Linked DNA regions of Sus scrofa: region 1 is linked to region 2. A link is a contact called in public HiChIP or PLAC-seq data. All regions are on one chromosome and are shown on one strand. The core of a region is the stretch at or near the end of the contact, and the rest is flanking DNA. Distances in the headings are between cores, read along the strand shown.

The links. HiChIP or PLAC-seq counts read pairs in DNA pulled down with a chosen protein or histone mark.
Region 1: an H3K27ac HiChIP or PLAC-seq map of skeletal muscle shows a contact between it and region 2. The contact joins the promoter of UCKL1 here to the promoter of DNAJC5 in region 2. A contact is called at or near these places in 2 of 47 Hi-C or Micro-C datasets (both in embryonic fibroblasts) and 2 of 2 datasets of contacts at active chromatin or transcription factors (alveolar macrophages and skeletal muscle).

The regions. Positions count from the first base shown.
Region 1 is chr17:62,791,993-62,799,500 of Sscrofa11.1, forward strand. It overlaps UCKL1 (uridine-cytidine kinase-like 1), which reads right to left and starts at 4,404. Exons shown (of 16, transcript XM_021077630.1): 1 at 4,232-4,404. The coding sequence starts at 4,344. It overlaps ZNF512B (zinc finger protein 512B), which reads right to left. Exons shown (of 18, transcript XM_021077622.1): 18 at 4,591-7,424.
Region 2 is chr17:62,749,743-62,757,042 of Sscrofa11.1, forward strand. DNAJC5 (dnaJ homolog subfamily C member 5) reads left to right here and starts at 4,888. Exons shown (of 6, transcript XR_002339937.1): 1 at 4,888-5,127. TPD52L2 (tumor protein D54) reads left to right here. Exons shown (of 8, transcript XM_021077604.1): 8 at 1-824.

The sequences.
Region 1 (7,508 bases), core at 3,154-5,653, 42 kb after region 2:
CCCCGAAGCACTGTTGGGAGGGAAGGCAAAAGCCAGAGGCCACGCCCTTCACATGAGCACCCGTGAGGCCCAGGGCAACAGGAGCCCAGAAACAGTGGGAAGCAGATGTGCCAGGATGGTCTCCGCTGCCAAGAGCCAGAACCAGGGCTTCCGCCGGAATTGGAGATTTCACGAGTACGTGCCCTCCGTTCTCCAAAACCAAAGCTCGCGGGGGGACGCGGGCGCATCCAGCATGTGGCACTCCCAGAGCACCCGGCGTTGCCAAGGGGACGGTGTCTGTTTGCACACGTGTGGGGGTGGGGGCAGGGCGGAATTAGCTCAGGCCTCACACGTGACCAGTCGCAGCGCAGCTCTCAGGGCACAGAGGGCGAGGTCTGCGTGAGTGTGAGCAGCGAGAAAGCCTGCTGACAGCAGGTGTGACAGGAGCTGTGGGGACCGTCACCGGGCCACGTGGGGAGCGAGCGAGCTCTGGGAATAACGGGCCTGTGCTCAGAGCCACCTCTGTGGCGCTAGAGGAGCCGTCACTCATCGTGGAGCTGAGGGCAAACAACACAGCGGGACACACGATGCCAGGGCAGTGACGAGGAGCCGCCCCAGGGGTGCCACCCACCTCAGCCCAGAAGGACACGGACAGAGCCCTGGAATGGGGGCAGCACCGGCTGCTCCTCGGACGCACCCACCCACCGTGAGCACAAGGCCCCGGGGCTCACACGCAGTGGCCCTCCCCAAGCGACCCACAGACCCGGAGATGATGGACGCCCTGGCGCTGGGGGTGGGGAGGGTGGCCTTGGTGGGCAGAAAAAACCAACCAGGCTGGCCGCCACCTGTGCCTCCTACTCGGGGAGCAACCGCCAACACAGAAAACTGCTGAGCACGCTCACAGCAGCGGGACCCCCGCGGATGTCGGGGGACCGTGACAGGAGCTCTGGGGCTGGCGCTGCTCCCAGCCCTGCTCTTCAGCCCAGGCTGGTGGCCTGGCTTCTCCAGGTGGAGCCTTCACCCGTGACTATTCCTTGTCCTACGGAGGCCATGACCACCACGGGCGGCTTTCTGGGGCAGAGACATCCCCAGAGGACGGGGCCATGCAGGGATGAGTTGGAAGCAAGCCAGGGACCACCCGCCAGAAACCCGCCTCCCCCCACCCCCGGGCTGGCGACGGCTGGCCCCAGGCTGGGTCAGCAGCCAAGCCCAGCCCCGCCGTCTCTCTGGAGGAGGGATACTGCGCCCTCCGAACAAGCCTCGCCCCCTTTCACAACGGGACAAACTTCGAGCCGGAAAATCACACAAGCCCTCACCTCCTTGCTCTGCTGGCTGCGATGACAAGAGGTCATTTCCACCAAAGGATTACAAGCCCCGGTGGACATAGGTCAGCAGGTAACCGTGCCTGCGGGCAGCAGGACTGCCCGGCCCAGGTCCTGGTGTCCCCTAGACACAGCGAAGACGGGCATTCCCGCCAGAAGCCGGCAGGCCAGCCACTCACCTGCCTTCTGCTCCAAGGGTCCAGCAGCCCGAGACCCTGATGCCAGGGTAAGCTGGGGGGCTGCTCATGGCTGGGACACGGGGGAAACTGGGATGGCAGGGCGAGCCCAGGTGTGGGCAGGGGCATCACAACAGCGACTCTGAGACGCACAGCAGCCCCCCAGGACCGCAAGGGAGCCGGCCCAACTGCCCCTCCAGGGGTGGGCAGCACAGCAGCCGAGGAGCCGGAGTTGGGTCCACACCCTGGCCGGTGGGGCTGTCTGCTGGGAGGCAGGGGGCCCACAGGTAAGAGACCCCAGGGCCTTTGTAGACGCAACAGCACTCAGCGCCAGCCCCGAGGCCACGGGCATAAGAGGATCACCCAGCTGGGGCTGCGCACTGGCCTGGTATTAATAGCACTGACCCCGCAGGGGAGCACGGCCAGGCAGACGCGGGCCAGCCGGCGGGTGTGAAGTGCCCCTCCGGTGTGCAGGCTGGCACGCTGCCCACTCTGGGCTGGCTGAGAACCACTGTGTACAGGCCCTCTGTCACCAGAACACCCTAGAGAAAGCTTCAGACCCCTGGCCTGCTGGGGCTGCAGGCGCACCCCCCTCCTCAGGCCCCCACCAGGTCAGCAGGGAAATCCGAGGTGTCTCTAGGCCAGGCCGGGCTGCAGGGCTAAGCCGGGAGCCCGCCCCTGCCCCCAGGTGCCTCCTAGAGGCATAAACAACCTGAAACTCTACCCTCCAGAGGCCTCAGCTGAGAATAACTGTGCGCCCCACCCCCTCCACCCAGCTTGGGGCGGAGGGGACACAGCCACGCCCCCGTCTGACAGCAGCCGGAGGAGCAGGCCCTCAGGTGGGCAGTAGCTCCGCTCAAGTCACAGGTCCTCAGTCTCCTCCCTGCAATTAAGCATCAGGTCCACCAGCTTCCTCCTCAGCTTCCAACACGGAAGGGCTGGCCGGGCTTGGAGGAAAGAATCCCCCCCTGAGGTTCACACGTGGATAGGGGGACCACCCAGGGGAGGCTGCCCAGGTAACAGGCCCCTGGAGGCAGGCCCGACCCACAAGAGCTGCCCCCCTCCTGGCCCTGGGCAGTGGCCCACCACTCTCAGGGAGACACAGCTGTCCAGGGTGGGGCTGCTCTAGAGAGCCTGCCTGGTGGCTGAGTGAAACCAGGCCAGAGGAGGGAGGAGCTGCTCCCTGGGGCCTGGCCCGGGGGTCCCAGACTGGCTCAGGGACAGAGATCTCAGGGCAGACAGAGGGCTGTGGGGCTGGGAGGCCGCAGCCCGAAATGGGAGAAGCAGGCTCCAGGGACCTGCGCTGACTCCACCCCACCCTACCCCGTGGACATCGCACTACAGGATCCCCTGCTTCCACTGCTCTGAGCAAGAGCACCCAGGCTCCTCCACTCCCAGAGGGAGGCCCCAGCCCACCAGGACCACACCAGGAGGCAGCCTGAGGGGCGCACTGCTACGACCGTCAGATGCAAAGGGAGTCCAAGGTCCAGTCCTCCTGGGAGACCTTCCAGAAGGGCACACAGACAAGAAACCAGAGCCAGGTGGGCTGACCACACCAGTGCAGCCTCGACGATGTGGGAAAAGCTGGAATCATGGCCGGGGAGAGCCTTGGCTCAGAGGCACCTGCACATACAACTGGACACCGACTAGAGCCAGCTCAGGGGCCCTCGGCGGGGGGGGGCGTGTAGGGACTGGGGGGGGTTGAGGGTACATGCTTGAGAAACACCACATCACACAGAAGGCAGGTAGCATGGAGAGAGTAAGCCCGCATGAGGTCCAGAGGCAGCTCAGGGCAGACTCGAAGGGGCTCTGTGAGATGCCATGGGTCTAGGCTTACAGCCCAAGCATCTTGGCTGCCCTCCCCTGTTCCCTGGGGACCCTGCTCTGAGGACGGGAAGCCCATTGCTTCCCCAGCGCCGAGATGTGTGGTCTCTGTACCAATCCGTGTCTGTAGGCAGAGACTACCTGGTCTCGGGCTAAATCAGGTTCTCCGGGACCAGCAGGCATGACAACTCAGGACGTTATCACCCTGCCCAGCTCTGAGTCACTGCTCACTGGGAGGGTGTGTCTACAGGGACACAACAAGCTCCTTGAGGCTCAGGGAGCCTTACCCCGCCCAGCAGCTCGCCCCTGATTCCTCTGCCTGCCTGTCCAGCGGCTCTGCTGGCAGCACCCACAATGCCGTGGAGTCCAGACCACAGCAAGTTCCGGGACCAGGCGCCTGGCTGGGGAGGTTTCGTTTGGCTCCAGCCTGTGGCCACTGCTGGCCCTGGCCCTCAGGACGGTTCAAACCCGGAAGAGAGGAGCCAGCCACCCCTCCCCTGAGCACAGATCCACCATCACCCTGGGGCCTGGCCCTGGAGGCTCCAAGAGGGAGCCACCTCCCCAGCCAGGTGACAAACGCACCCCCTGGAAGGCCCCCAGAGCCTGAGGGTCCCCGGGCACGGTGCTCCGTCCTGACCAGCATTTTGACCTCTGGCCTCGATGGGGCAGGGCCGAGTCCGTGCGGGGTCGGAACAAACTGGGGACCTGGGGAGCGCCCGGTAAGCGCGCAGCCCAGCCCAGGCGCTCGCTGGCCCGCTGCCCCCTCCACTGGGGACAGACCAAGGCCCCACGCGGGCCCTGCCCATGGGCCCCTTCCCGCGGCCGTCCGCGCGGGCCCGCTCCAGCCAGGCGCCGGAGACCCTCCACTGGTCCAGATCTGGCTCCCGGGGCCGCCCCTCCCACGGCACGCGAGGGGCGCGCCGCGCCTACCGGTCCTCGCACGGGGTCTCGCTCTTCCCCTCCGGCCGCTCCGGCCGGTCTCCAGCCGCGGGGGGCGGCGGGGCTGGGCCGGGGGCGTCGGCCGAGGCTGGGGGCGCAGCCATGAGCTCCGGGCCCTCTCCGCGTGCGAGGCGGGACGGGGCGGGGCGGGGCTCGGGGCTGGCCGCGCAGGCTGCCGGGAGCTGTGGTTCGGGCCCCGCGCCGCGCGCCCGCCAGCGCGCCCCGCGGACTACAAGTCCCACGAGGCCGCGCGCGCCTCATGGACCGCAAGCTCCACGAGGCTGCGCGGCCGGCGTCCGGGGAAGACTCCCAACGCGCGCTTTCCCACAAACTCAGCCGCACAAAACCCCTGGAAAAAAAATTAATAAACATTTATTTGATACAGTCATTTTTAATACATACAGTTGATGGCCCGCCCCCGCGCCACTCGGGCCGGAGAGCGGGGACGAGGACCGGGGACAGATGGTCACAAGGCGGGCAGGGCCCAAGCTCACCGTCAAAACATCTTGCAAATAAACACTTTGTAGATAGAATATATATGTATATATATGGTTACAAGTGATAGCTGGAACCTCTCTTTCGAAATGCACTTATTACGGAGAACTGGCATTAAAAAACCCAAACCAAGAAACCCAAAGTACAGGATGTGTGGCTGCCAGGCAGGAGGTGCTGGCTGTCCCAGAACCCCAGGCCTGCAGGCCCACTGCCCGGGACCCACTGGGGACACACAGGGACAGCCCTCCCCTCTGCGGTCAGGGTGCACCCATTCTTTCCCTTCCAAACCAGAGGGACAGGAGTGGGGCTACAGCTGGGAAGACCACCAGTCACACCGGGGGACACTCATCTGCCCTTGCATGAGCAAAAAAGTGCATCCTATTTTTGTGTGAAGTGTCAGTCCCTTGAGTTAACCGTTTCCTGTTCTCAGGGCAAGGGGGGGAGGCTGGGCCAGAGGTAGATCTTCAGAAAGGGACCTGGCATTGTGCCCTGGGCTTGGGTCTCAGGCAGGGTCCATGCCCCCTGCACCGGGGTAGGGGCTGCCTGCCGCTCTGGTCCCTCTCACTGAAGGTTTCAGTCAAGGCCAGGAGGCTACCTGGCTGCACTCCCACCAGAGTGAGAAGTGGGCAGATGCTGCTGAGCTGCCCAGGGCTCTGGCACCATGGGAGGAGGGCTCTGTAACCAGCCTGCCACTGCCATCCACCAGCCAGAGTGTGGGAAGCAGGGAGGAAAGAGGGGAAGAAAGCGGTCTGGCCCAGCAGCCACTTCTGGCGGCAGTCCCCAGGCCCACCTTAAAGACCAAGAAGGGGGTTAAAGTGCTAAACATCAAGTTACCCAGCACCCCACCTCTTCCCACACATCCGGCGGGGTCCCCATGCCAGGGACCACACTTGGACCTCGGGGGTGACAGTGAAACTCATCCCCCTGCCAAAACCAGCCCCCACTCCCCAAGGGCCAAGTACCTGAGAGGCCGGGGCAGGTGGCCATCCCCAGCAGAGGCGTGGAGGTCCAACGCCTCCAGCCACTGATGACAAGGACAGAGTGCATGTGGGGCTCCCACCAGCACTTGCTCCCCTGCCCCTCCCGCAGCTGCCCCTGCAGTGGCCGCCCGACCCACCTCTACCTCCACCAACTGCACATCAGTGACAGCGGGAACACAGGAAAGAAAGCCCTCCTGCCCCAAAGCCCATGCTGCTTGCCTCAACCTTTGATGCTGGAGCACCTCCATCCGCCCATGTCTCCACCCTCTGCTCAGATCAAGTGGGGAGAGTCCAGCCTCCACACCCCCTCCCTAGGACATCAGGCCAGAACTGCCCTGGGTCAGAACATGCTGGCCGAAAGAAGAAGCCAGAGACAGGCAGCACGGCACCCCAGCCCCAGGCCCTCCTGAAGCGGCTCCCCAGCGCAGGGGGAGGGGAGTTGAGCCCAGACCAGAGCCCCCCCCGCCCTCCAGGGGCTGGCTGAGGACAGGAGCTGGGGCCGAGGTGCCCAGTCAGCGCCACCTCCCTGAGCAGGGGAGGGACCCAGCCCAGCCCCCAGATCCACTGTCGGTCGGCACCAGGAAACCCTTAGCACCAAAGTGTCAGATTGTTGTGAGTTGTTGTATAAAAAACAGAATAAAAAAAAGGTTGTTACTTGTCACAGCAACAGGACCGGCATCCACTACACCCAGGAGATACACGCACACCGGCAAATATCAAAATTCACATCATTCAGGATCGGCGAGGCCGAGCCCTCAGCCCACCCCCACCCCCCAGTGGAAAACAGCCTCCATTCACCCCAGCATCTCTGGGCACCCTCCGTGTCCCTGCAACGCCAGAGTGGGAAGGTGGGGTCCAGGCAGGAGGCCAGAAACCATGTGGCTACCTCCTCAGAGTGGCCTGGACTCCCCCAACCCAACCTACAGAGCTCAGGGCACCAAAGGGAGTCAAGACAGAGCCTTGGAACTGCTGCCGACCTGCTGTGAGTTTGACCCAGCTCCGCCCCAGCCTTTGGATCTCATGTCAAAAAGCCACGTAGCCAGAAACAAAGGAGCAGGTAAGACAGTGGGCAGGAGGCTCCCACGGGAGCTTGGCCAGGGCCAACTCAGACCACCAAAGGCTGCTTCCCACAGGAATCACTACTCAGAGCCAGACCCCAGGTCCCTGCCCCACATGCCTGTGGACCCCAGGTGATCCCAGAACCCAGACTGGCCCAACCCTTGCCCACTGGGCTGCTAGAGCCAGGCCAGCAGTAGTAGCAAAGCTGGGGGCCGAGGCCGGAGCTCACTTCATGCGGCCCCACAGCCCTGCGCCCACAGCCCTTCAGAGGGAGAAGTAGAACCCCCCCCCCAACCCGCCCGCCCGCCCCCAGCGGGAGCACTACTGGGGTGTGGCAGAGCAGAGCTGCCCCCTGTGATGGATGTGGGGAGGGAGGGGTGGCATGGGGGCCCAAGCACAGCAGGGGTAGCAGGGGTGGCAGGGGTGGCATGGGCGGGGGCTGGAGAGGTAGAGAGAAGTGCAGGAACCAGAAGACGGCTGGGGTGGGCGTGGGGCGAGCTGTCAGGTCAGCACGGCAGCTATCAGACTTGGGGTCTGTCCTGGGAGGTAGCTGGGGGTGCTGGGGCTCCAGTGTCGGGTCAAGAAGTGAGGCTGCTCAGGTCCCTCACCAGCCCAGAACCACAGGTCACCAGGGACCCCCGAGCTTGGGCCTGAGGAAGCAGACAGAGCACGGAGCTCGCCAGCCAAGGGCCAGAAGGCCATCGGCCGGCTCCATGTGGCCCAAGCACTAAAGC
Region 2 (7,300 bases), core at 3,638-6,137:
TGCTTTGTTTATAATGTTTTTTTATATCTAGAAATGAGGGTTCTTTGTGGGTTTTGAGCACCGTGTAGAATTCTGCATCCGGTTGAGTGGCAGCGTGGCCCTGCCCGTGGTGCGTTTCGCAGATGCACTCCGTCCACGTGTGTGAAATTGGCTTCTCTCTCCTCTCATTGACCACGGCGGCTCCCGATGACCAAAGGGTCCCTGGGCCAGTGGGTATCCGGGCAGGAGAATGGAAAGGCAGCACGTCTGCAGAGGGGCAGCACCGCTCCCCGGGGGCCAGGCCTGCGCATTGCTGGTCGGCAGCTCCAGCCTGCCTAGGTGCAGCCAGCTGCAGGCAGACCCTGCAGGCCGGTCAGGGCCCGGCGGTTGGAGTCAGCCAAGCCTCTGCTGCAGCCTTTTCTCCGGAGCGACGAAGACCTCTCTCCCCTTGGATGCTGCCCCGCCCAGCAGCCCCTCACCCAGGGCCCCGCATCTGGTGTGTCCGGAGGGGCAGCTCTGTGCCTTACGGGCTTGTCCTGGGCAGAGACCTCGCCCGCATCTGTGCACTCAGAGGGGAGGAACCGTCAGCTCTGCGTCCGCTTTGGTCAACTGAGACGTGCTCTCTGCTACCTGAGTCTGCCGGCCACTGCAGACACCAGGGTGGGGGGTGCAGTCCGCGCTCGTGCCTTGAGCGGCGTACCTGTCCGTGTCCTTTCTCCAGGTGGGAATCCCTCAGGTGTGGTGTTGGGAGGAGGCAGGATGCAGGGCTAATGACTGGTAGATCTTTTCCTTAAAGTAAGTAATGGGTAACTTGCCAATAAAGCATTCCTTTGGGGGAAAATCCGCTTCCGCTTGTGTGGCGTGTCTTGCTTCATTCAGGAAGGTGGCAAAAGAATGGCACATTCAACAACAGGATCCTTGTTGTCAGGAGCCTCCGCCCGAGGAGTCGCAGGCAGGAAAGAGGTGGTCCCGGCACGGACTCCAGGTGCTCAGTGCCGTGAGAGGCTGTGTTGGTGACGGAGCCATGGGTGTGTGCGGAAAGTGTGGAGGGTGGGCCGCAGCCAGCCAGGTTGCAGGGGAGTCTGGGCTGAGCTGCTGCAGCCATGCAAGCCGGGCACTGCAGTAAGAGGGCGGCCGGCCGGCCGGGACGCCCGATGGAGAGTCGCTGGAGATCCCTCGATTACGCGGCTGCGGTTGAACCGGCCCTCGTGGTGCAGGAAGGTGAGCAGGTGGAGGGGTTCATGGGCAGGAAGGGTCAGAAAGAAGAGGTGCCTGCTCCTCGGGCCATCATGAGCCTCGTGCCCCCTCAAGCCCACTGCTGGTGGGTGAAGACAAGGGACGGAGGACGGCGATGGAGAAGCAGGCAGGTGCTGAAGGGAGCTGAGCCAAGGCGGTGAGGACGGCTGCGGGGCAGGGCTCCTCCCGGAAGGAGCACACATCCGCCTTGGGAGGCCTGCCCCAGGGTGCAGGGATGCTGGCAGGGGTCCCCAGGGCAATTCCATGACCTGTGTTAAGTGTTTTAAGGTAATCTGTCCACCGGGTTCAAAAGTCAAAACCAGATGCCAAGCACACTGGGGAATGCGCCCATCCCCCACCCACGCTCTCTGGGAACCATGCGCTCCCAGTGTTTCCTTCACACAAGAGCAAGCGTGTGCGTGTGTGTATATATATATTTAGGGCCTCAGGTATGGCATATGGAGGTTCCCGGGCTAAGGGTCCGATCGGAGCTACAGCCACCGGTCTCCACCCCAGCCACAGCAACACCGAATCTGATCGCATCTGCACCTACACTGCAGTTCACAGCAACACCGGATCCTTAACCCATTGAGGGAGGCCAGGGATCAAACCTGCGTCCCCGTGGATACTAGTCAGATGTGTTTCCCCTGAGCCATGACAGGAGCTCCCTTTTTTTTTTTCTTTTTTTTGATGATGGCATGCAGCCGCTTGATGTGGTATCTCAGTTCCCAGACCAGGAAATGAACCCGGGCTGCAGCGTCCTGATGACTGGACCACCAGGGAACTCTGAAAGTGTGTTCTCATTCCCTTCCCATTATCACTTAAAAGATGGCTTACAACTCTATGCCCTCTGTCCTTTTGAAGAATGCTGTGCCCTGAAACGCTAGCCACATGCCCCTACAACTTGAGGGGAAGCCTGCACTGCCCTGGCACTTCACGCGTCCATTTCTACTGTATTGGGTGTTCCCAGAGGGGAAGCCCCTTTACTGGGGGCATCAGACCTCCTTTGGGGTCAGAACATGGCTTGTTCCAGATGCAGCTGCAGGGAAAGTTGGGAGTTTCCTGGAGGTCTAGTGGTTAAGACTTGGTGCTTTCACGGCTGCTGCCTGGGTTCAATCCCCGGCCTGGGAACCAAGATCCCACATCAGGCCACGGCAGGCCACGGCCGAAAACAAAAACAACCACCACAGTAAGCCCAGTAGGAAGAGTGAATGAGTTCAAGTGGAACGAGGCTTGTGGCCCAGCATGGCAGTCCACCACAACGGGGAGCTGCACCAAGTGGGGAAGCGCCACCGCTGCCGCAGTCAGCATCCCCCACATTCGCAGGGCTCCCACGTGGTCTTCGCTTGTTCAGTATTTAGATGTCTTGTGGGTAAGTGTTTGCTAGGCCTTGTGAGGTACAAGGGTGATTCTAGCCCTCAGGTGTGTCTGCCCTAAGCTGGCAGCACCTGCTTCCCTGAAGTCCCAGCTTCCTGTCTCAAGGTTAGGATAAGGGGCCACCTGGTGGGCCTGCAGTCATTGTCAACATTTGCCGGTATCCTTCCTGTCTCCTCCCAAAGGGTGACTTGTTTGTTTAAACCATATCGTTCCATCCGAGTGTCTTAGTGTATAGTGGCACCGGTTTCCATTTTCACGATTACAAATAACACCATCAAGTGCAGCTCAGCACATACACCTTTTTCTGTATTGGGGAACATTTTCTTCAGAAAACAATCACTAGGAGTTCCCATTGTAGCTCAGAACCCAACTAGTATCCATGATGAAGAGCGTTCAATCCCTGGCCTCCATCAGTGGGTTAAGGATCCAGCATTGCCACAAGCTGTGGTGCAGGTTGCAGATGTGGCTCAGATCTGGTGTTACTGTGGCTGTGGTGTAGGCTGGCAGCTGTAGCTCCAATTCGACCCCTAGCCTGGGAATTTCCAACCCTAAAAAGACCAAAGAAAACCCCTGATGTGGAACTACTGGGTCCAAGAGAGACTCACCAGGGCCTGCCTCACCCATTCCTTGAATCGAAAGACATCGGCACTGCAGTTCTCATTGCGGTGTCCGTAAGGATGCAGCTCCTACCCCTGGCCCCGCTCAGTTGCTGTGTGCTGTGGTACAGATTGCAGAGGCAGCTCAGATCTGGCGTTGCTGCGGCTGCAGCTCCAAGTGGACCCCTAGCCTGGGAACTTCTATAGGCCACAGTTGCAGCCCTAAAAAGGAAAAAAAACAAAAAACAAAAAACAACCCCAAAACACCAGATGTAGATACTAATCTGGCCTTTCTGCTGCTTGTTTTTCTGGCCTACGCCTTTTTTGTGCTGCCTGACTGATGTTGCACAACTTAATAACTGCCAGGAGACTTCCTGAGCTCTCTGCCACTTAGAGGCCCCAGGCCTGGGGCAAACTGGGCAGTTCAAGGATGGCAGAGAGGTGTAAGAAGAGGGTGGAGGTAAACGGGGCTGGAGCTTGTTGGCAGAGTTTGGATTTTACTCAGTATGTCATAGGAAGACTTCAGTGTCATAAAGTTTCTGTGTTAAGAATGTGACTCCGCTGATGTGGGCAAGTGTGGAAGTGAGGAGGCAAGAGAAGTGAATGGAAAGGTCGATTTGGGGGAGTTCCAGGCCTGGCTTAGTGCTTACCGAATCGGACCAGGAACTCTGAGGTTGCGGGTTGGATCCCTGGCCTCGCTCCGTGGGTTAAGGATCTGGCGTTGCCGTGAGCTGTGGTGTAGATCGCAGACGCGGCTCGGATTCCGAGTCGCTGTGGTTTTTGTGCAGGCCGGCGGCTGCAGCTCCGATTCGACCCCTAGCCTGGGAACCTCCATATGCCGCGGGTGCGGCCCTAAAAAAGACCCCCCCCAAAAAAAAAATCGATTTGGACGGCTTTCAGGATGAAATAGCACATACAGATGTACCAGGCACTCAGTATACGGCAGAATACCTCCTGTTATAAGGAGTGTTAGCGAAGGGTGACGAGCAGGTCTCCCCTCCCTCGGAGTCAAAGAACGGGTCGAAACTGGACCGGAAGGGAAGTGAGTAGAAGTTGGTACAACTGCCCATTCAAGGCATTGTTTGCAGGTGATTCTGGGAGGGGCTGGACAATGGCTGTGACACTTCGGCGATTGGGGAGGTAGGAAGCAAGTCACATCTCTGCACCGCGCGGTCCCTAACAGTGGTTCAGGGGTCGGCGGCCTCTGGGACAACTCCCACCAGCTCCCTCTTTCGCTTGTTCTTTGACGAGAACAATTGCGTTTCCCCAATCTTACGTGAAGCTCCAGGCAAAGTCAGCCGCCAAACTAGTCCCCGCATCCGTTTACCGCAGCACCTGTCGGCGCACTAGCCACTACCTGAAGCGCTGGCGGGCAGGCCCCGCCCCCGCGTCTCGGCCCCGCCCCTGCTGGGCGGTGGAGGCTTCCGGCTCCGCGGTGCAAGCTCCGCCCACAGCTCTCGGAGCACCCGCGTATGGGCTGGCACTCGGGACTCCGCCCTCAGTAGGCGGAGCCTCCGCTGGGAGCTCTGGAGCCTCCGCCCACTGCTGTCATTCGGGCCCTGCCCCTCGTGGGCGGAGCCTCTGCGCAGCGCTCTGAGCGCACGCGCGGCCTGCCCAGCCCGCAGCTCCGACCCACCGGCGCCCACGTCCTCCCGGGAGCGCGCGCGCCGGTGCGGGTGCGTGCGTGAGCGTGCGTGAGCGTGCGCGCCCTCGCCGCCTCTGCCGGTGCTGCTCCCGCGCCCTCTGCCGCTGCCCCCGCCGCCGACTCCGTCGCCGCCGCCGCCGCTGCCGCCGCCGCCGCCGCCGCCGCCGCCGCCGCCGCCGCCGCCGGGTCCCGAGGCGCAGCCCCGGCTGAGGAGCGCGTCGGCCGGCTGCCCAGCAGCGCTGCGCAGGGAGGAGCAGAGCCGCGGAGCCGGCGGGCGGGCGGGCGCGCGGACAGGTGAGCTCGCGGCGGGCCCGCGGCATCGCGTCAGGCCGGGCGGGGGCCTCGCGGTGACTGGGGGCGGGATGTGGAGGCGGCTGGAGGAGGGCGGGGGCGCAGGGGGGCGCGACGCGGGCTGGGGGGCCGCGCGCCCGTAGCCGGAAATGGCGGCGACCCCCTCCCTCCTTGTTTCCCTCCCTCCCCGCTCGGGGCGGGGGGCGGCGGCCGGGCCGGAGAGGCGCCGGGAGGCCCAGGGCGCGCGCCGTGGCCAGGCCGCCGGGCCCGCGCTGTGGTCGGCCAGACCTGACCGGCGGCGGCGGCGGCGAGGGCCCAGGGCCCGGCGTGTGCGCCGGGCGCCCACCGCCCTGGGGAGGGGCTTTCCTGTCCAGGGGGCCGCGGGGGGCAGAGCCGCCGGATGCAGCAGCCACGTAACCTGTCCCCGGGTCACGCTTGGAGCTCGGCGAAGTGAGCTTTGTTCCTTGACGCGCTGTAAATTAATCTCGGGGGTGTGAATCGTCGGCCTGGTAAGAAAGAAGTGTTTTCTCTGCGTCGCAAGGACATTATTTGGAGCATCGCTGTGTATTGTCTTGCGGAGACAGTGTCGGGAGCTCTTCCCTTCAGGTTCTAACTTGTTCGTGTTGAGAGGCTGGATTAAGGAGCCCCTTTTTCATGTGCCTGAGACGATTTATCGGAGTGCATTTGGTTGTGCCACACAGGAAGGGAAGCAAAAGTTTCAGTTTTATTTTGATTTTCGTGTTGAGGTTTGATAAGGAGACATTTTAACCAGCCGGTCGTAGCCTAATGGGTGCCGTGCTGGACACCTCTGTCTGTTTACAAACTATCTTAATGACAAAACAAGTGTACTGGCCCGTCTGTGACTTGGTTGCCTAAAGGCAAAGCTCTGAGATTTTATGTTTATTCTCTTGCTCCTCTCTTGTTCAGTGTTGTCGTGAGTGTCAGCATCGTGTCATCTGTCAAATGAGAGGTGACGCTATGAGGCAGGACTTAAGGGCTTTGGGAAACTTTATAACTGAGAGCCAGCAGCTCTCCTTTGACCTGTCAGGACTCTGGGACCCCGGGCACCTCTGGGGGCCTGTGGCCAAACCAAGGGCTGTAGGAGCCGCTCTGGCTGTGGGGCAGGTGCCTCCACTAGCCCTGGGATCTGAGGGTCGTGTGTGTTGCGCCTGTTCCCCTTGGCCGTGGCGAAAGCAGACCACCTGGGCATCTGTGGTGAGCAGACGCTTAGGTCTGCATGTGGAGGAGACAGCCTTGCTGAGGGACCTCGGCTCTGGAGCCTGTGGCCTTGGGTGGGCACCTTTGTTGGGGAGGGACGCCCCTTGCCACCCTCTGACCCCCACCGCCATGGCCTCTTGGCCATTCTCTCAACAGACTCATGTGCTCTGTCCTCGGATCTGCCCGGATCCCTCACTTCCTCACTCTTAGGCCCAGTGAGGGCAGGCCTTCCCTATCTTACCTAGAATTCCAGCTCGCCACCTCCGGTTTCCTGATTCCCTTTCCTGTTTAATTTCCCACAGCACTTAATTCTTCTGAAGTCTCTTTAGTACGTTTGTTACGCGTAATCCTTTACTGTGGGGTAAGGTCCACAGGGTGGCTGTTTGGTGCGAAGAACAGTTCCTGGCACACACTCTGTGCCCGGTAAACACTGGTCGAATGAAGGAGAGTGATGAGCTTAGCAGCAGCTCTGCAGCACAGCGACCTTGTCACTGGGAAGTCGTTGTGGGTGAGTGCTGAATAGTTGGGCGCTGGGTGCTGAGGGAGGTCCGTGGCAAGTCAGCTCCCTCTCAGGAGAGGACAGCCAGTCCAGAGGCAGGGCGCAGAGGTGATCTGTGCGGGACTTCCCTGTAAATCTTTTTGCCACTTTTAGTCTCGAGTTTGCTCAGAACCAAAAGGTTTTGTCTGATCTGCCACTATAACGATGCTTTTAGAAGTTTTGTCTTTGCCGCCCCCCGCCCCAGGTAAAGCCCACATGCTGTTCATTTGTTGATGAAGTGGCGTGAGATGCAGTAAACTGTTCGAGTCACAGGGAAGTGAGCCGTTCCTGACCCTCGGCTCGCTCTCTGCTGTGAGGCTGTTGTGAGCACACTGAATCCTGCTTTGTGACTAAAGGACTTGAGTCGTTTGCAGAATCTTCACGCAGAGTGAGTTTATTTTCTTGGTTTTCGTTCGTTCT